Regions from separate parts of the Mus musculus genome. Here region 2 is linked to region 1. The links are chromatin contacts, called in public HiChIP or PLAC-seq maps. All regions are on one chromosome and are shown on one strand. The core of a region is the stretch at or near the end of the contact, and the rest is flanking DNA. Distances in the headings are between cores, read along the strand shown. Region 1 holds the start of Slc7a1 (solute carrier family 7 (cationic amino acid transporter, y+ system), member 1). Region 2 has its middle 16 kb from the start of Gm36140.

Region 1 (3,001 bases), core at 134-2,633:
CCCTCTAAATGTCTATTCTGATCTCGTGAGTCACGCCCTTTTGTTTTAGTGGCAGAAGGGTGTGCTCTAGTCAAAATAATAATTTCCATTGAGACCAACTAAAAATACCAGGGGGATGACTGTGTCGAGGTTTCCTATTATCTTAACCACACATGAAGGGCAAGAAATGTTACAAAAATCCCAATTACCAGCTGACTCCATGACAGCTAAGACAGTCAACCAAAAGATAACGCAGAAGATAACGCTCCGGATTCTAGTGAAAGTTTACTCACCTTTAGAAGAAATACACCTATGGTTGAAACCCTGTCCTCCTGCACGTGAGAGTATAACTGTGGGTGCTGGGAAATGTAGTTTTTTAGTTTGTTTTGTTTTCCTGACAGCACATGTCTGCCTATCCCAGCACATGTCTGCCTATCCCAGCACATGTCTGGCTATCTTAACACACAAGTCCACACAGCAGTGGGCTGGAGCGAGCGACACTGGACTGCTCTGCGGACACCCTTGGCTGGTGACCTGATCGTGCCCAGGAAGTCTTCCACTGGACAGAAACACACGGAGCACAGGTTGTCTACGGAGCCGGAAGAACTTCCTCCCACTCCACACCATCTGGAAGAACAGTCTGTGCAGGCCGAATCGGGTCACAAGGAAAACCCACCCAAGAGGGAGTCCCTCCAAAGGGACCTCTGGAGACTATGAGGCGACCCGGAGGACAGGAATCTCAGGTCTCGGGTCATGCCTGCGAGACCTGACAAGAGTCCATCCTGCGCGCGGCTCGGCTGACGACACTGCCCGGGACCGCGTGGCGGGGCGGGGTGCCGCGCACCGCGCCATGTAAGGGAAGGTCTCCCAGACTGCCGTGACTCCGGATGCCACCCGGGGCAGCCTGCGTAGATGGGTCCCCGCGCCCACGTGGAGCCTACACACGGCGCCACGCGTGGCGGGCGTCACCCGGGTCGCCCGTGTTCACTCCCTCCCGCTGTTGCATCATGCACCACGCCGCGCCTGCAAAGGACCAAGATGGACTCGGAGGAGGCGACCGGAACACTGGTGCCCGCCCCACGCACCCATCCCCCGGAGATGGAGAGGATAAGAAGAACCCTCGCCCTGCCTGAAACGCCACCCGAGGCCACACACACAGACACACACGCACACCGAGGTGACTCAGGCTTTCAGAGCTTCCTGGGCAATCACAAGGATCGCGTACTCACGGAGGAGGCGGCAAGATGTTGAGCTGTGTGGAGACCGCGGGTAGAAAGCCTCTCACACCTGCTAGCTGAGGGGATGGCGCACGCGGGCGGAATCCGAGCCGGTTTCATCAGCCGCGCGCCGCCCTCCGCGGGCCCCACGGCCACGGCCAGTGCTGCGCGTCAGCTTCCAGGGCACCAATGACAGCGCCGCGCGGCCGCGCCCCTGTGGGCGGGGACACCCGAGACCGGGCTTCCCCGCCGGTTTGGGCGCCTCCCGCGCGCGCCCTTGGTCCTCCGCAGCCGCAACTGAGCTTGAGTCAGAGCTGATGGCACAGGCTGAGGGGTGCGAGCCCCCTCCTGGGGAGCCACGGACAGCTGACGACCAGGTTTCTTGCTCCAAACTGGATGTAAGACACATTTTAAAGACTTTTTTTTTTTTTGGACTTAGTTGTAAATCTTCTTTTGACATTGGACTACTTTACGGCTGTGCCCTAGCTAACGCCTTAGCCTCCGCCTTGGTCAGGAAGGGCCCCAGAACCTGCAAGCCTCCCTTTGATACAAGGTAGTTCCTCCACATAGCCAACAGAACAGTTCAGGCAGTTCACACCCGCGGGACTCTCCCCAAGTTTAGTACCCAAATCTAGTCTTCAGGGTTCCTTCTGATCTCTGCTCCAAAATCGAGAACTACAGTCTATAGGGCTGAGGGATGGCTCAGCGGTTAACACTGACAACCCTTTCAGAGGACCCAGTTCTGACTCCCCACATGGGGGCTCACAACTAATCTGTAAGTCTTGAATGTGATGCACAGACATACACAGGTAAACCATAAATATGCATAAGATAAAAGTTTTTATAAAGAATTATATCGAAGCCCGGCAGTGGTGGCACACACCTTTAGTCCCAGCACTTGGGAGGCAGAGGCAGGTGGATTTCTGAGTTTGAGGCCAGCCTGGTCTACAGAGTGAGTTTCAGGACAGCCAGGGCTATACAGAGAAATCCTGTTAAAAAAAGAGAGAGAGAGAGAGAGAGAGAGAGAGAGAGAGAGAGAGAGAGAGAGAGAGAGAGAGAGGAAGGAAGGAAGGAAAGAAGAAAGAAAGAAAGAAAGAAAGAAAGAAAGAAAGAAAGAAAGAAAGGAAGAAAGAGAGAAAAGAAAGGAAAAGAAAAGAAAAAGAGAAAAGAGAAGGTGGATGCTATGTGTGTTCTCAAGTGTGCCTTATCAGTAAAGGGATTCATTGTCAGCCACAGCTGTTGATACTCCCATAGAATTAAACTAACGATGTATTAATTTATATTGCCCAGCCAAAAAGTCTTAATGAATACGTAGAGGGAGGTGGATAGCACTAAAGCACTTCTAACACTTGTAAGATAACATTAAAGCACTTCTAACAGCGTTTGTGATAATAACAAGGCATCAAACATGCTTTGTTTTCCAACAGCCAACAGAAGTAAGTGTCAATCATGCGGTGATGAACTGATTCCTGCCAATCTAGTAGGGAGGTCTCCTGAATCTTTACCAGGTGCCCCCTTCTCACAGAGGGAAACCTCCCATCTTTCAGCGCCCACCAGCTTTGCCTTCAGCACCAGATGAGTATCTGACTCCGAATTCGAACGCTATTCACTGTGTGTCCTCCACAAATCGGCACACTACTGCTTATGAAAATTTACGTTCTCTTAAAAACTGCTTGCCCTGTCCTCGTCTGGGATTTTGGTGTGATACAGGTCCCGTCAAACAAGCTGAAAATCAAAAAACGGAGTCACGGGTAATAAAATCCCACACCAATAAGCTGAAGCTAAACTGACCTCTCAAGAAATTA
Region 2 (3,001 bases), core at 283-2,782, 250 kb after region 1:
TGGTGATCTCAGGGTGAGTCTGAGACAGGGCCCTCTGTTTGGGAGCTCGCTGGGACATCGCCTGCTCGACACCTTCATCCAATCGCCTCATAGGTGAGCCCTGTGGCAAATTCTGGAATTCCCCTGAAGTGGTGAACTGGCCTTTTCTTTATACTTTGGCTGTTTCCTTTGGGTCTTGAAACCCTCCAAGAAATTATCAAAGATGGAGGATTTCCTTGGCAGACTTACTTCCCCCCCCCCCCCCTAAAAGCCACTGGATATTGTCAACAGAAGAATCCTGTAACTACCAGAGAAACCGGCACCCCTGAATACCGTCAATGGAAGGAGCCACCGGCTAGGGGATATGCTAACAATGTGAATCCAGGGAAGCCACTTCAGAGCACTCTGGTGTTAGCTCCTGTTTGCTAGGAAGCTCCTGGTCCCATTGGCAAGAGGGAACGTGCATCCGGAGTGATAGCATTAGCTGTGCCAATAGACACCTCTGAAATCCCAATCAATGGGTGGAGGTGTGGACTCTGCTTCTACTCTCAAAATTAGGGCTGAAGCCAGCAAACAAACAGACAGACAACAAACAAACAAACAAACAAAATCCTTTGGAATGATCTCAAATATCAGGCGCCGTCACAGGTACAGCTAATCCATGCTCAACATGTTTCCCAGAGGGGCGGGTTTCCAGGCTGCCTGCTAACATTAATTAGCTGTTACCTGAATGCAGGAGAGGAGGGTGTTCGCTGATCACAAGTATTTTTAATTAGTTGTAGGCACAGATGTTTTTCTACCTCCCCACCCCCCCGACTTAGACTTATTTCTTTAATCACAGGTGCTGAAGCATAAAACTTCAAGAGATGAATTTCTGTAGCTACCAGCAGTATCTTCTCCTTGCCACCTATTGGATCAGCGTAAATTTTCCCAAAAGACATGCTCCCCGAAGCCCTTGGAGTCTTGATTATAGCCTAGAAGCCCCCACGCCACCCCCTACAAAAAGCCCATGTGTTGAGGGCTTGATCTCAGGATGGCACTGTGCGGAGGGGTGGAATCTTTAGAAAGGGGCACGTGGGGGAGGGGCTTAGATCATTGAGGGTGTGTCTCTTTCTTTTGCCTCCTGGATGTGAGGCCCGAGGCTTTGCTCCACTGTTGCCAAGGCTGCAATGAGCTGCCTGGTCACGTGACAGGGCCAACCCAACCATGGGCTGGAACCCAAAGTTCCAGAACTGCGGCCCAAATAAACCTTTCTGCTTTGTCTGCTTGTTATCCACAGGCATTTGTTACAGCGATGTCCCAGCCCGCAGGGCACAGTCCTCAGTCAGTTGTTTCAATGGTGGTCTTAAGTTTTCCAACGCAACCCTGTGGGGATTACGCAAGATGCCTGCGAGGCTGAAATCTGCTTTCCTAACAGGGCTCTGTGCAACCTTTATCAGTCCGCCATTTATGTCTAGAAATGTCTGTCATCCACCTTCCTCAGGCTTGGCTCGCTTGTCTTTAAAAGACACCAGGACTGAGTGTGTTCCCAGACCCCTCCTGTTATGTGCCATCAGAGATGATTGCACACTCAAGAAGAGTCACTGAGGGATGGAGGAAGGCCACCCCACCCCTGCTTGACAAACTATCCCTGTGGTTTTTTTTTTTTTTTTTTTTTTTTTTTGGTTTTGGTTTTGGTTTTGGTTTTTCAAGACAGGGTTTCTCTGTATAGCCCTGGCTGTCCTGGAACTTACTTTGTAGACCAGGCTGGCCTCGAACTCAGAAATCCGCCTGCCTCTGCCTCCGGAGTGCTGGGATTAAAGGTGTGCGCCACCACGCCCGGCTATCCCTGTGTTCTTAGTTTCATCTTTGAGTGCTTTTATTACCTCCCTTTTCTGACTGGAAAAATCCTGTTTGTTTTTTCTTCAAGGCTCCGTTCAAATGCTATCTTCTCTCTTGAGCTTTTCCAGGCTACATTCTTGGCCACACACATGTTAGACAGACGGACACATCTGTCTGTCAGGGTCATTGTGCCTGTAAAGGGCTGGTAGAGCAGTCATTACCAAGCCATTTTGAGGTAGGTCATCTGCACCATGCAAGCCAGTGAGAGGACCCAGGACGCAGCCTGTGACATTTCTTCTTTTCTCTGGATCAGACAAACCATCTAGGAATCCGCTGGCTTTTGTCTAAAGTCGGTCATAAGATTTTCACGGGAGAGATGCTCAATATCTGGAGAGGAAGGGGTTACCCCCACCCTGAAGGCACAGGAATACAGAGAATGTAAACAGCTCTTGCTGAGTCCCTCCATATAACAGTCTACTCTTCATCAAATCTAAGTACCAAGACACAAGTTTCTCTGTTTCCTCGGGTCCTCATTTCTAAGGGTTTCCACGTCCTTTACGGCTCACCTTGTTTGCTTTCCTGTGTCAATCTGCCTTTTGTCAGAAGAACCTCAGTCATCATCTAGCTGCGGGACCATAGTGGCCTAGGTTTATGAAGGACACATCGAGGGAACTTCAACCCTGGGTATCTCAAACATGAGGGTGGCAGGACTTGGCTACCTCCCTACTCCTAATCTGGCACCATAAGGCCGGCTCCCCCACCATCAACCCTAGTAAGAATGTATTACGCTGACGGTTATCAGGCCTCACTTCTTGTTTGGCCGTACAAGGTTCCCCCTCCCTCCCATCCCCCACCCATCCCCTCCCAAGACCCTAGAGCTCCTGAGTATGTAGATGAAGCATCTTCTAACACCTATTCCCTGGCCAGTGGTACACAGCCACATAACCTTGCTCCAGAGACCCTGGCCACCTCCCCAGGGGCATAAATACCATGTTCTCCCTCCCGATAAATGAACCAGTTCACTTAAGCTGTTCCTGGGCGTGTTCATTGCCAGAGACTGAGATTCCGCACTACACTAGATACTACTACTGTGTATCTAGCTAAACTTTCCTCCTTCCAGTCCATCTCTGTGCCCAGTGGATCTGGCTACCACGGAGGGAGAAGGGGCCATGGGGCCGTACCCAGCAACCGATAAGGAAGC

The links. HiChIP or PLAC-seq counts read pairs in DNA pulled down with a chosen protein or histone mark.
Region 2: a contact with region 1 is called in an H3K4me3 HiChIP or PLAC-seq map of embryonic stem cells, with 24 read pairs. The contact joins the enhancer-like site here to the promoter of Slc7a1 in region 1. A contact is called at or near these places in 2 of 39 promoter capture datasets (both in embryonic stem cells), 1 of 484 Hi-C or Micro-C datasets (granulocytes) and 2 of 115 datasets of contacts at active chromatin or transcription factors (the SCID.adh cell line and embryonic stem cells).

The regions. Positions count from the first base shown.
Region 1 is chr5:148,398,521-148,401,521 of GRCm38.p6, forward strand. Slc7a1 (solute carrier family 7 (cationic amino acid transporter, y+ system), member 1) reads right to left here and starts at 1,384. Exons shown (of 13, transcript NM_007513.4): 1 at 1,209-1,384.
Region 2 is chr5:148,648,174-148,651,174 of GRCm38.p6, forward strand. No RefSeq gene overlaps it. Among named protein-coding and RNA genes, the nearest start is that of Gm36140, 16 kb to the left of the region's middle. Within about 2 kb of position 1,533, at least 16 of the 459 cell types and tissues checked have an H3K27ac peak or open chromatin away from gene starts, as enhancers often do. A contact at or near this core is called in embryonic stem cells, where this site is marked.